Regions from separate parts of the Sus scrofa genome. Here regions 1, 2, 4 and 5 are each linked to region 3. The links are chromatin contacts, called in public Hi-C maps. All regions are on one chromosome and are shown on one strand. Each heading gives the region's core, a stretch centred on a gene start, on an enhancer-like site or on the middle of the called end of the contact. The rest is flanking DNA. Distances are from core to core; before and after follow the strand shown.

What was found. A called contact is a pair of places that touch in the nucleus more often than the background predicts.
Region 1: a contact with region 3 is called in a Hi-C map of liver, with 2.9 times the contacts expected there. The contact joins two enhancer-like sites. A contact is called at or near these places in 3 of 47 Hi-C or Micro-C datasets (liver and undifferentiated spermatogonia).
Region 2: a Hi-C map of alveolar macrophages shows a contact between it and region 3, with 1.8 times the contacts expected there. The contact joins two enhancer-like sites. A contact is called at or near these places in 6 of 47 Hi-C or Micro-C datasets (alveolar macrophages, embryonic fibroblasts, mesenteric adipose tissue and 3 more) and 1 of 2 datasets of contacts at active chromatin or transcription factors (skeletal muscle).
Region 4: a contact with region 3 is called in a Hi-C map of embryonic fibroblasts, with 4 times the contacts expected there. The contact joins two enhancer-like sites. A contact is called at or near these places in 10 of 47 Hi-C or Micro-C datasets (embryonic fibroblasts, fetal heart ventricle, fetal skeletal muscle and 6 more).
Region 5: a Hi-C map of heart right ventricle shows a contact between it and region 3, with 2.3 times the contacts expected there. The contact joins two enhancer-like sites. A contact is called at or near these places in 2 of 47 Hi-C or Micro-C datasets (heart right ventricle and omental adipose tissue).

What each region holds. Positions count from the first base shown.
Region 1 is chr7:88,495,375-88,498,074 of Sscrofa11.1, reverse strand. MTHFD1 (C-1-tetrahydrofolate synthase, cytoplasmic) reads right to left here. Exons shown (of 27, transcript XM_021099913.1): 7 at 68-204. Among named protein-coding and RNA genes, the nearest start is that of MTHFD1, 25 kb to the right of the region's middle. Within about 2 kb of position 1,429, at least 19 of the 83 cell types and tissues checked have an H3K27ac peak or open chromatin away from gene starts, as enhancers often do. A contact at or near this core is called in liver, where this site is marked.
Region 2 is chr7:87,848,058-87,850,757 of Sscrofa11.1, reverse strand. No RefSeq gene overlaps it. Among named protein-coding and RNA genes, the nearest start is that of AKAP13, 40 kb to the left of the region's middle. Within about 2 kb of position 1,372, at least 73 of the 83 cell types and tissues checked have an H3K27ac peak or open chromatin away from gene starts, as enhancers often do. A contact at or near this core is called in alveolar macrophages, embryonic fibroblasts, mesenteric adipose tissue and 1 more, where this site is marked.
Region 3 is chr7:88,200,845-88,203,544 of Sscrofa11.1, reverse strand. All of the region lies in intron 27 of AKAP13 (A-kinase anchor protein 13), which reads right to left. Among named protein-coding and RNA genes, the nearest start is that of KLHL25, 90 kb to the left of the region's middle. Within about 2 kb of position 1,369, at least 20 of the 83 cell types and tissues checked have an H3K27ac peak or open chromatin away from gene starts, as enhancers often do. A contact at or near this core is called in alveolar macrophages, embryonic fibroblasts, liver and 2 more, where this site is marked.
Region 4 is chr7:87,825,865-87,828,564 of Sscrofa11.1, reverse strand. It overlaps LOC106504496 (a long non-coding RNA gene), which reads left to right. Exons shown (of 4, transcript XR_002345980.1): 3 at 1,190-1,234; 4 at 1,697-2,700. Among named protein-coding and RNA genes, the nearest start is that of SV2B, 60 kb to the right of the region's middle. Within about 2 kb of position 1,419, at least 10 of the 83 cell types and tissues checked have an H3K27ac peak or open chromatin away from gene starts, as enhancers often do.
Region 5 is chr7:88,668,798-88,671,497 of Sscrofa11.1, reverse strand. No RefSeq gene overlaps it. Among named protein-coding and RNA genes, the nearest start is that of PPP1R36, 55 kb to the right of the region's middle. Within about 2 kb of position 1,332, at least 22 of the 83 cell types and tissues checked have an H3K27ac peak or open chromatin away from gene starts, as enhancers often do. A contact at or near this core is called in omental adipose tissue, where this site is marked.

The DNA.
Region 1 (2,700 bases), core at 180-2,679, 290 kb before region 3:
ACTCTTGGGCTCAGGTACGTGCGCACAACACACACAAACACCTTCCACCCCACTCTGGACCCCTTACCTCCTCGTTTAGATTGGCAGTCTTGGAGTGGCAGGTGGTCACTGTGGCATGGTTCCACAGAAGCAAGTCATGCATCGGGGCACCCACTATTTTACTGCGCCCGATCACCACAGCCTGCCTCCCGGCAATCTGCACCCCTGAAAGAAGAGCCAGCGTGCATCAGAGAACTGCGGGACGCTGCCCGCCTTCAGATGCCATCTAAATGGGAAAACTTAGAACAAGTGCACAGGAACAGGTTCTTAGCATCAGTCCTAAAACTGCTCCTTGTTTGGCAACTCAGGGTTTCAGCTACAAATTAGGACACAAGGACATGTGTCCTTCTTGCTGTGGGTTTTTGAGAGGAGCTTAAGCCAAGATCCATTCATTGAGTCATGAGAGTGGGAAGAAAACCCACACTCAAAGCAAAAAGAAACCCTGACATATACCTAAACAGCCTTATGGAAGAGGACAGCAGATTAAATTACATGGGAGAAAGACAACCAACAGGGAGCCGTAATAGGGTGGAGGGAAGGGAGGAAAACTAGATTCATGTCCGTAATTTAGTTCCTCATCCAAATTTCTCTTTTGGCTTAGGGCCTGAGCCACAGGGTTATCTGCAGGGAAGTGAAAAGGAGAATTTTAATGGTAGGAGAAAGCTTTCTTTTTGTTTACTTGGCACCCATTCTTCTGGCACCATCCCAACATCCTTTTCAGGACTGACCTAGTCTACTGAGTGGAGATGGTGTGGGTGAGCACCCAAAGGTGGACGCATGACCGGAGTGCATCCTCTGGCCCACAAAGTCCATCCCATGACTGTCAGGGATGAGAACGAGCCACCACAAAGAGGGGAGCAGAGATAAGGTCCTGAGGGCTCCGCTGAAGGAGACTCTTGCTTAAGGCAGTGTTTAAATTGTGCTTCTGGAGTTCCCGTCGTGGCACTGCAGAAATGAATCCAACTAGGAACCATGAGGTTGTGGGTTCGATCCCTGGACTTGCTCAGTGGATTAAGGATCCGGCGTGGCTGTGGCTGTGGCTGTGGCATAGGCTGGCAGCTGTAGCTCTGATTTGACCCCTAGCCAGGGAACCTCCATATGCCACGGGTACAGCCCTAAAAAGCAAATAAATAAATAAAATTGTGCTTTTTGTGTAACATGAACTCCATCCAAAAAAAAAAAATAAGTTCTATAATGCTAACACCATGAATTAAATCCCTCAAAGTGTTAAGTGTTTAGAAAATATTTTACTATACTTTTGAGGGTTCAGTAAAGGATCTGAAGCTGCCTTAGAGCAAATGGTAGCTTCACTATGGTCGAGAGGAAGTGGGAAGCCTACAGCTGCTGCTGCGGCTCATGAGAGCTGTTTCTACCAGGTTATAACACACTGTGTGCTAAACATGGGGTAGAGTACAAACTTGGTGGCAGGACTGACCAATAATAACTGTCCCAAGGCTTTGAGCTTGACCTTTGCTCGCCAGCCACAGAAAATCTGCACTTAGGTTAGCCAACACTTTCCACTTGAAATTTCTGATCCACTTCCTTTTTTTTTTTTTGGTTTCGTTTTTTTTTTCTTTTTCTTAATGATTTTTATTTTTTCCATTATAGTTGATTTACAGTGTTCTGTCAATTTCTACTGTACAGCAAAGTGACCCAGTCATACATAAATATATATATATTCTTTTTCTCACATTATCTTCCATCATGTTCCATCACAAGTGACTAGATATATAGTTCCCTGTGCTATACAGCAGGATCTCACTGCTTACCAATTCTAAAGGCAACAGTTTGCATTTACTAACCCAAACTCCCAGCCCATCCCACTCCCTCCCCGTCCCCCTTGGCAACCATAAGTGTGTTCTCCAAGTCCATGAGTTTCTTTTCTGTGGAAAGGTTCCTTTGTGCTATATATTAGATTCCAGATATAAATGAAATCATATGGTATTTTTCTTTTCCTTACTCTACTTAGTATGAAAGTCTCTAGTTCTATCCATGTTGCAAATGGCATTATTTTATTCTTTTTTATGGCTGAGTAGTATTCCATTGTGTGTATATACATCTCCCAAATCCATTCATCTGCTGTTGGACATTTGTTTCCATGTCTTGCTACTGTGAATAGTGCTACAAAGAACATAGGCGTGCATGTATCTTTCTCAATGAAAGTTTTGTCTGGCTATATGCCCAAGAGTGGGATTGCTGGGACATATGGTAGTTCTATATTTAGTTTTCTGAGGTACCTCCATACTGTTTTCCACAGTGGCTGTATCAATTTACAGTCCCACCAACAGCGTAGGAGGGTTCCTTTTTCTCCACACCCTCTCCGGCATGATTTATTGATTTGTTAATGATGGCCATGATCCACTTCCTTTAAACACGGTGCACATCCTCGTTTAAAAAAACCCTCGGCTAAAAAGTATTCATGATGAAATGAAGGCGTTCCCATCATGGCTCAGCAGAAATGAACCCAAATAGTATCCATGAGGACCCGGGTTTGATCCCTGGCCTTGATCAGTGGGTTAAGGATCTGACGTTGCCATGAGCTGTGGTGTAGGTTGCAGACACAGATTGGATCCTGCACTGCTGCGACTATGGTGTATAGGTTAGCAGCTACAGCACCGATTCGACTCCTAGCCTGGGAACCTCCATATGCTGCGATGCAGC
Region 2 (2,700 bases), core at 123-2,622, 350 kb after region 3:
AAGAATATATTTCTCGGGAGTTCCTGTCGTGGTGCAGTGGTTAACGAAACCGATTAGGAACCATGAGGTTGCGGGTTCAGTCCCTGGCCTTGCTCAGTGGGTTAAGGATCTGGCATTGCTGTGAGCTGTGGTGTAGGTTGCAGACGCTCAGATCCCACGTTGCTGTGGCTGTGGCGTGGCTACAGCTCCGATTCGACCCCTAGCCTGGGAACCTCCATATGCCGAGGGAGTGGCCACAGAAAAGGCAAAAAGACAACAACAATAACAAGAAAATCAAACAAACAAAAATAATATATTTCTCATTAACTGGTATGCATAAGGAAATGCTGAAAGTGTCTACATAATAAGGAACACATGATGGTAGTTATTACCTGTGTATGAAGGCAACTGGATATTTGGGGGTCATGTGGATGAGAGATTTTTCTAGGCTTTATGATTTTGAATGATGTGACTGTATAATCTATTTATAAACTAAATCAAATAAACAAGCATCATAGCTCTGTCACTTTGTTACCAGCCCACCCTGGAAAATTACTTAACATCTCCCAGTCCTGATGTTGACATCAGGGAAATGGAGATATTTATATTCGCCCCCCTGGCCTGTTAGGTCACTAAGCAACTGAATGCAAAAAGCACTAAGCAACTGAATGCAAAAATTTGTGAGCCTGGAGGGGTGCTCACAAATATTGGGTGATTTCCTTTCCCTGTGGAAGTGCCAGTGCCTCTCTGTCCTGCGACCGGATTGTGATTCACTGGTTCAGAACTTTTCAGGAAGTATTTCAGGAGCAATTTTCTCTTGCTTGCCTTGTCCTGACTGAGTCGTCACAGGTTAAAAAAAAAAAAAAGTCCAATGACCTTAAGAATTCAGTGGCCTTTGAACACTCTTTTAGGCGGGGCAGCCTCTAGAAACCTCTGCTTCATTTCCCAGATTGGTTGATTTCTTCCACTTGGGTTCCTCCTGTAGCGTCAACTCAGGCCCAACCTCCAGGGGAGCAGTCCCAAGGCTCAGGTGCCACGCTGGGAAGGAGTCTGCCTGCCTGAGCTCTGAGGTTCCTTCTCTCTCCACCCTTGCTCCACTGCTTTCTCTCCAAATCCATTCTCTGGGCTTCAGAATCCCAGCGGGGTCAGGGGACTGTTATCAGCGGACCAAGCTTTCAGCCCCAGGGGAGTCCTGGGGAGAGGCCCGGCAGTCGGAGGAAGGGCTCTAAGAGGCCACCCAGCATCCCACCATCTGTGATGGAGGGGCTACAGCATTCTCTGACTTCGAGGCCGGTGTTTGATCTGCCTCCGGCCTTCGCAGAGAGCCGCAAGCACAGCGCGGAGGTTATGAAAGAACACAGTGCTGGCTGAACACACATTCGCTGGAGCCCTTTCGGTTTTCGGGGAAGGGACCGAGCGCGGCCTCTAGCGGCCTCTCCTAGACCTGCTCTCCAGAGTCTTGACCCTTGTGGATTGTTCAACTGAAACTCGGCCACAGCTCCGTGGGAAAGAGGCAGCGGGATCGCGGGACGTTGTCCTCGGAAAACCTTCCACAAGCAGAGTCGTGGTCTGTCCTGCAGGCAAGCGTGTGAATCCGGCTAGACCTGCCTCCCGAACGGTCGAGCTCCAGCGCATTCACAAGGGCATCCAGAGCTCCTCCCCCTCCTCCTCCCTCCAGGTCCTGCGGGTCCGACTCCTCCCCCATCTCTGTTCCCCTCTCGTCTCAGTTATCAAGTGCTGCCTGCCGCACCTAATCTCAGGCAATGATTTGCAGCACTGGTTGCTGCATTCCTTCAAACTCTCCTTTGCAAAGATTCTGGGACCTAATCTTTCTTTCTTTTTAAAATTTTATTGGAATATAGTTGATGTACAAAATTATGTTAATTTCAGGAGTACAGCACAGTAAATCGGTTATACATATATCCATTCCTTTTCAGATTCTTTTCCCATATACTTTATTACACAGTATTGAGTAAATTTCCTTGTGCTATACACTAGGAGGTACTTAATATTTCTTCAATGAATCAATCTGGGTAAGTTGAATGAGGACTTTAAGTTGAAACTGATCCAGTCACCTTAGTCTATTTTCTAAGTTATTTAAAATATACAACATTGACTTTTTTCTCGTTACAAAATTTTGGTACTATGGAATGCTGTGTTGGAAATACTGATCAAATCAAACTCCCTGATTTCATGGAAGATCAGTATAAATCTTAACTTTGTTCCTTATGAGAAAAAACCAAAAACAAAAACCCACCAAATACTTGTGCCCTCATTGGGTGCATGAAGCAGTTTTAGGTACTAGCACTACATTTTCTTGAACCCAAGGTGGATCCCTTTAAGGGCAATTAAAAAGATATAACATGACATTGATTTTTTTGCACACATTCTTTCAAATTTCTGTTTTCTATATTACAAGCTACCATCCACAGAGGGTCATAAATCCTCTGGAGAAGTCATATGTTACACCACGTGGTTTGCTTTGCATCTGTTTTGCAGCTGTTCACTTTGCAGTTTTATTTTGCCTTTTGGAAACCTTAGAACAGTGCTTCTCAAACATGAATGCGCATATGAATCACTTGGGGGATCTTGTTAAAATGCAGATTTTGAGTCAGGAGGTCTGGGGAGGGCTGAGATTCTTCACTTCTAAGGAGATGCCAGGTGGTGCCAATTCTGCTGCTCTGGACACCACACTTAGAGTGGTAGAGTTGTTGAAAAACA
Region 3 (2,700 bases), core at 120-2,619:
CCTTCAGGCTTTATTAGAGACTAACTCAGCAGCACACCCACGGGCACATGGGGTGGAGATCACTCCTCCCGGATCTGGTCTTGAGACTTTCAGAAGCATTTTAAGATGGGATTTATCACCAAAGCTTTGTTGTAGGAAGGCTTAAAAGCACTCTGTGCTGGAACGATATATCCCATGAGCAAGGTTTTTAGAACAAAATACTTTTAAAAGTTGGGAAGCAGGACTCCAACAGATGTTAATGGCAACATATGCTACAAAATGCTCAGGTCACTAACTCTTCACTTCTGATCATAGTACTGGGAAAGGCGTGGGACAGCAGACAGGGAGGCTGCCAGAAGGTGAGGTAGAAGAATATCTCGGTTCAATGAAAGGCAGACTTCCTCCATACCCCTGGGAGGACGGGATGGCTGGACAATGGCCACTGGCAGCAAAAGTCCTTGTGAGAACCTCTCTGAGCCCCAGTTCCAACACACCACAGACAACCTCAACCTCTCTGCATCTCAGTTAAAACAGAACAAAAGCCAGATGAACATCTCTAGTTGGGCCCAGGAATCAAAAGAATGTCACAAACTCTTGCTCTAATTCTTTAGGAGTATGAAGTGACACTTTCCACTACCTCCTTGAGGGCAAACTGTGCTGTTCCTGGGGGTGGGCCATCTACTGAGATCTAACAGGCCGGCCCCTCTGTACCACCCTCATTCTGGAGAGGGGAGCCTATTTTGACTCCCTGGAGAGAAAGAACGGGCTGACTTATATGCAGTTCCCTTCTGGGTGGTCAGGCCCCTCCTGGCCTTTTCTACCACTTTTGCCAAAACTGGGGTCCCCTCTCTGTGTAATTCGTTGCGAAGCTATGAAGAAAACAGAAGCAAGAATGTCTGATTCCTAGGGAGGTCTAGTTTTTCAGCCTGGACTAGAGTAATTTTCCATGTACTACCATTAGTTTTGACAATTTTTTTAAAGTTTACTTTTAAATAGTTCAGGTGTCTGCCAAAAAAAAAAAAAAAGGTTCTAAAACACAAGTTTCAACTTTATTAGATCTTGAAGTTTATATGATCAGTGTCAGTAGATCAGAGAAAAACAATCCCATCCCTTTCAAAGGTTACCCAACATAGTACTGGCTGTTCTTGGCACAAGTTCACTTGGGGTGAAAATGACTAAACACCAATTCCTATCTCCACTGGAGACATTTCAGGCCAGAAAACGTATCGTTCTACCATTGCTTTGACCACAACTTTATTCCAACAGCTGGGATCTATTACTTTTTATTTTGGGAATGAATCAATAAAATGCTGTATAAAGGAAAGAACACAGTGCTGGCTCCAGGCAGCAGCAGCTCTAGGAAACCCATCCTTACAGGAGAGAAGAGAGAGGAGGTGCTTCTCAACTGCCAGGCTGCCTCAAAGCTGGTCCTGAAGTGGCAGTGAAGGCAGGGTCCTCAGCTGTGGGTCTCAGGACAGCTGAGTACCAGGGCTGGGAGGAAGGGGCCTCAGGGATCATTCGGTTCCAGTGCACCACGCAGCAGTGACATACATGGCTGGTTGGTGGCAGGAAGGGGTATTTCTTCTCTCTGAAATGGCCCTGCCTGGATAAGCCCTTCCTAGCACCCCTGTAACAGTGACTGCCCTCTTCACTCTCGCTGTAGCTACACCGCCCCCGGCAGCTCAATTATATGCACTCTAATCCACCCTTTTCCTGCTTAAAAGCCTCGATTCTGAATCCACTCTTCGCCCACTCCTATCACCAGGATCACTGTCAGCCCAGCAGTCAGTCCAGAGTACACACCCGCTCCAACCCGGCCCCCAGCTGATGCTGCAGCCTTATTTCCTGTCCCTCCCGGTCTCACTCTGCTGCTTGTCCCAGACCCTGACCACCCGCCCTTCTCCACATGCCAGACCCTTCATCTCTGCACTTCCACTTACTCCTCCCACCTGTCTGGCTCCCTCTTCATCCTTTGAGACTGAACTCATGTTCACCTCCCACCCTCACTGGGGCTGAGCGAGGCTCTCACAAGGACCTCTCAACCCTCTCCCAGTCCCCAGTCCACACCTCTCTTCCAGTCCCATCATACTGCGGAGCAAGAACCTCTTTACACGTCTTCATTCTGATCCCAATCTCAGAATGCAGGGTGTCCTGCTTCATTCACCTCTGAGACCAGCTGATCGCCTGGGACTTCTTTATAGTTGGCCTAAGCATGGTGAAACGCTAGCTAAGGACTCTTGGGAGTTCTGACAGTAGTGACCTACAGCATCACTTAGACTTCGGAGATGAGAAAAGCACCCGTTTCACTCACCTGAGCTGTATGCCAGTGGGCTGACAGCACCGGGCTGCTTTGTGTACTCAGCTCACTAAGGCCAGGGAGAGGGCTGGGTATACCCAAGGCTACTGGTGAGGTTAGAGTTACCAGACAGCACCAGAAAATATAGGTTTGATAAAAACAATTATTAAAGCAAACCCAGATGTACAGATGAGTTAATAAACCTAATTTCCTTAACGTGAAGGAGCTGATCACTTAAAAAGTAAAAACCAAAATCAAATGGACAAAAGAGTATCTTTTGTGCTCTCTTTTGCTTAGAGAAAGATTAAGGATATGAGTAACAAGGTTTAATAATAAATCTAGTTGCTGTTGAGTTAAACTTACGTTTCTCTAAGGTCTCAGGAACTGAAAATTCCTCTGACATCTCTTTGGAATGAGTGATGTAT
Region 4 (2,700 bases), core at 170-2,669, 380 kb after region 3:
ACTCTTAGATAATGATTAAAACAATCATGCATAGTTTCCTGCTGAAAGAACTACTAGAAGATGCATTTCGAGAAGGAAATATAGCACAGAAGAAAGAAGTAAGATTCGAGGTAATTAGTAAACATGTAAACAAATATACTGAACTTTGACTAAAAACAAATTTTTTTTAAATTTTTTTATGGCCATACCTACAGCATATGGAAGTTTCTGGGCTAGAGATTGAATCTGAGCTGCAGCTTTGAACTATGTTGCAGGCGAAACAATGCCAGATCCTTTAGCCTACTGTGCCAGGCTGGGGATCAAACCCACACCTCCACAGAGAACCTAGCCACTGTGGTTGGATTCTTAACCCACTGCACCAAGGCAGGAGCTCCAAAAACAAATTTTAAAATGATTTATTTTTTGGTTAAATATGTGGAACTAAAATTCTAGGCAACAATAACATGGAAGGTAGGGAGGAAAAGCAAGAGCTTAAATAGTTTAATATCCTAATAATTTCTTTAGGTCAATGATGTATGTTAAACAATTAAGATTATAAATTAAAAGAAAATAAATAAAATCTGTAACTCCCTATATGGTTAGGAAGCAGAGGAAATACAGAAAAGAATCTCCTTCTCCTACCACCCCCCTTCCAAAAAAAAAAAAAAAAAAAAAAAAGCAACAACAACCAAAATGGGTAGGAAAAGAAAAACATAAAACAACAAAATAAGAATGGTGGAAATAAATTCATGTATATTAGTAACATGGAAAATGTAAATATTCATACAATAGAAAACCACATAGAAGTAAAAACAAACCAGATTTATATGTATCAACACAAATAAATGCTAGAAACATTGTGCTGACCATATAAAATAAGATTCAAAAGGACATACACAGTATGGGACCATTTTGTGAATTGCATAATGATACAAAACAATGTTATATATTGTTCATAGATACAAATATATTTAGCAAAATTGTGAATGGAGGAATACATACCACTTTAGTGATGATTTTTTTCCCCTTAAACAAGAGCATTAACTCTGAAACAGTCATGACAAAAAGTTCATGTGTTATATCTGGGTTGTTGGTAGGTGAGGGTCTTTTATATTTATTTCTGGGCTTCTTTGCTTTTTTAAAGTATTTAGGGATCACAAAAATTAAACACTAAACTTCTGTATTTTCTCTTTAATCACATATCCCCCAGGACACAGGGAAGATAACAGTTCTGCTCTCACAGATGCTGGTTTAGGTAAGAATGTGTGCTATTCTTTGTTTTCTTCCCCTTCCAGATTCATGCTCTGCCATGCTGAGTCCTCTGGACTGCATAACCCAGGGTCCATTGCCAACTTGCTTTCAGGTCATCCAGGCGGGTTGAGGAGAAGGAGGGTGGGATAAAAAGAGAACTGGGTGTTTGTTCTCTCTTCCGGCTTTAGCGTCCTGTGGCTGTTGTTGCATCCTGCCATAAGTACAACTCCTGCTAGACAGCCCTTCCTCCATGGTTCCTGCTCTCACTGGGCTCTAAAAACAGTATTTCCTCCTCTTGTCTGGAGAAGCCCTAGGGGTAGTAAAGCTTCTCAGCATTGCTAATCTCCAGATGCCTCACCAAGCCTTGTGTGTTCCCTTTACTGTGCAGGAAACATTTGTTAAAGTCTTTGCTGTTTGTTTAAAAAAGTCCCTTTGTTAAAGTCTTTGCTTTTTGTTTGTTCCATAGAACTTCTCTGCTGTAAGTGAAAAGATGGATTAGGTGATCTTCTCCACATCTTCATGTTATCTGTGCTAAAACAACGTGTCTTGAGCATGTATGGTTGACAACTTGATGGAAAGGGACTGTGACTGACATACACAGGAAGACCTTCTCTACTAAAATCTCATGCCCAAGAATCTTATGATTCCTTGAACAGTACCAATTGCGTTTTATGATTTGTTTATTCATCTACTCAATTAATTTTGATTGTGTATTGTTCTATACCAGGAGCTGTGCTAAGAAATGGGGATACATTGTTGAACAAAAGGGAGACCTTATCCTTAGGGAGCTTATAGTAGTCAGAGGGAAGATACACATTTTTCTAGTATGAGGAAATATGACAAATGCAAGGATGATGGAAGTAAAGAGTGCTATGGGTGTACCCAGGAGGGTTGAATAACCCAGTCTTGTACCATCAGGGAGAGTTTATCAAAGGAAATAACATCTAATCTGAGACCTGAAGAATAAATTCTAGTTAGCAGGATTAAGGAGAATAGCTGGTCAGAGGGGCATGGGTTTTCATTTTAAAATATTCTAGGCAGAGAGAAAAACAACTTGGGCTAAAACCAGCCAGGGATAAAACCTTTTGGGAAACCGAGAGACTGCAGAGGAGCGGGGGAGAGAAAAAGGAGAGGAAAGCAGAGGTCAGATCACAAAAGGCCTTATAAGGAATATTAAGTGCATGGGTCTAATTATGAGGACAATGAGTCATTAAATCTTTTTATGTAGACAGTATATGATAGAACCACATTTGCATTTTGGAAAGATTACCCTGAGGATGAAATTGATGTAAAACTAGGACCAGAGAGGGGTTCTCTTAGGAGGTTATTGCAGTAGTTGGGGCCAGAAAGGATGAGCTGGACTTGAATAGAGACAGTGGGGCTGGAGAGGCAAGACTATGTCTCTAAGATGGTTTGAAGCAGGCAATCCAAACCTGCCATCCTATCACATTCAGGCAGTTGCTGCCGTTA
Region 5 (2,700 bases), core at 83-2,582, 470 kb before region 3:
GCGGCCAAAAAAAAAAAAAAAAAAAAAAAAAAATTCCCATACATGCAGAAGCCTTTTAACATACTGATTCATTTAATGCGTTGTCAACTAGAGGTCTTTTTTATTTTAATTGAAAGGACAATGGACTTTGGCATCAGCCAACCCCAAATTTCCAACCTGACTCTGCTACCAACTGGCCATCTGGCCTTTGTCAGCTTAACCTCTATAGGATTCAATTTCCCCATTTGTAAAATAGGATCATTACTATTTTTCAGAGTGCAATGAGCATCAGATGAAAAAATTAATTACAGTATCTAGCATAGGCCTAGAACACAATAAATGCTTAATTCATGTTATGTGCTTTCATTTTGTTTATTTTTTGCACAGCTCCTTTTCAAAAAGCAACTTGAGCACAATTAAGGAAGCAAATACCTGGCCTATTTACTATCACTCCTGTGTCTTCCTTTGAGCCCAGCACAGACATTGCTAATCAATCACAGTGCTGTTTTTGTTTTGTTTTGTTTTGTTTTTCATTTTTGGCTGCCCCAAGGCATACGGAGCTCCTGGGCCAGGGATCAGACCTGAGCCACAGTCTTGACCTAAGTGCAGCTGGGGAAACACCAGATCCTTAACCCACTGTGCTGGGCCAGCGATCAAACCCATGTCCCAGTGTTCCCAAGACACCACCAGTCCCACTGGTGCACCACAGCAGGAGCTCCCACGGTGCCATTTTAAATAATCTTAGCTATAATCTTTCTTTCTCTTCCTTCCTTTTTTTTAAGTTGCATAATTTTTGTCAACATCGTGCCAATCAATTGGAGACCGCCCAAAATATAAAACCTATCGACCACAAAATGTGAACATGGCAATCCCACTTAGTCTTTTTGATACATTTATTATTTTAATTGGATTAAATCCCCTCTTCCTCTAACAGCTTTTTATCTTTGTTTATTTATCAAGCCCTTTGCTAAGATATTGCAAAGGAAAACTTCAGTTAGTTCAGCTCCAATGACTTCAAATGCTGAATCAATAAGCTTTTTATTCGGCGTTTGTGAAACCAGACACCAAAGAAAGAAGAGGGGAAAAGCAGAGTTGGTGGCCAGAGGTCAGGGGCAGGGCGGCAGGCTGGCTCATCAGGCTCCTTTTAGAGCCTGACACAAGCATGTGAGGAGGGCGTGGCGTCTCGTGACGGGCACCAACTATTCCTCCTGGGGCCGCGGGTGTCATTTAGCTACAGATGGACAAAGAACAATCTGTCATTTGCTTTGAAAATAAGCCCTGACCTTGCACCATAGCAAAGCACTGAACACTCCTCGTTCAGCTGCTTCTCTCCCACCCAGCTCTGAAAATAAAGCCTTCCTGTTCATGGTGCCTGGGCTGTTGGCCATTCCAGAGATGTGTTGGTGCCCAGGGACAGACATGCAGCTTTGTCCCCTCAGGATCCCGAGCTTGCTGGGCGGGGACGGGCCTGGTTGGTGGCACCACCACTGCCCTCCTTGCAACCCCAGAAGGGCCGGACTTATAACAGGATTCATTTCTTTTTATTGAAGAAAACATCACTGAGAGAAAAACCCCACTGCCTGGGGAGAGATTCGGAGAGCCCTGGCGTCACCGCGTGTCCTGACTCTGCAGGATACCTGTGTCCTCCTCCATGCTCTCCTTTCTCTCTTATCATTTCTCCTATCGGTCCTATCATGGAAACCACAGCAGCATGCAGAGGGGTGAGATTTCTGAAGGTTCCCTCCTGATGTGTAGCGTTTGATGGTGTCACCAATTTGGACATAGAGATAAACAGGGATGAGCTCCTGCTTCTCACACACTCCTATGATTTGAATGGAAATGACCAGAACCTTCCAAATGGGGTTCTCGGAAAGAGTGCCTCTTCTTCCAGTTATCACAGACAGGACATCGTGCTCTGACCATTTACTATTTTACCGTTTAGAAATGGCCTTGGTCCAAATATGTAAGAATGGCTAAAAATAAATATATAGACATGCACTCACACCAGGATTCTTACTCTGAGTTGTTAGGGGTGCTTTTGAAATTTTTCTGCAAAGTGGAGGTACAACTTAAACGCATGGCTTCTGAGTTCTTGTTGCCTCAAATCCTGTTTCATGTGCATGTTGATCTAGAAATTTCACAGTTGCTATGAATATGACTTAGGCAAAATAAAAATGGTAATGTATAACGATAATAATAATGGTAGCAATAATAAAACTCCGGTCTCTGGGCCAATAGAAGCTGTCACTCTCAAGACCTCAGTGTCACCTGATAAATTCTCTCCCCTCCACTCTTTCTTCAAAGCCCACCCAAGTGTCCGGGCTTCTGTGAGCCTTTGGTGATTCCTATACAAAAATCATCAGTCAGGCTCTATGCTTCCATGGCAGTTTGTATCTGAAATATGTCTTTGATCACATGATATTAAAATTAAGTATTTTTGCTTCTTCTTTGTTTGACTGTGAAGTCTCTAAAGGCAGAGATCAAGAGTCATTCGTTTTCCTAAGGGCCTAGCACATGTCCTCCATAATGGTTAGTTGAACTGAATGAAATTTATTTGAACTGACTTAAATTGGCTCATTAACCCAAAATTCAGGGGTGAATATATACCAAGGTATGATATGAAGATTACTTGATAAAACCTCTGCAATCTCAAAAGGCAGCTATTCTCATGAGCCATGCCCAAGCTTGCAGTCCATGTGGTGGTGGCATATGTGTATCACG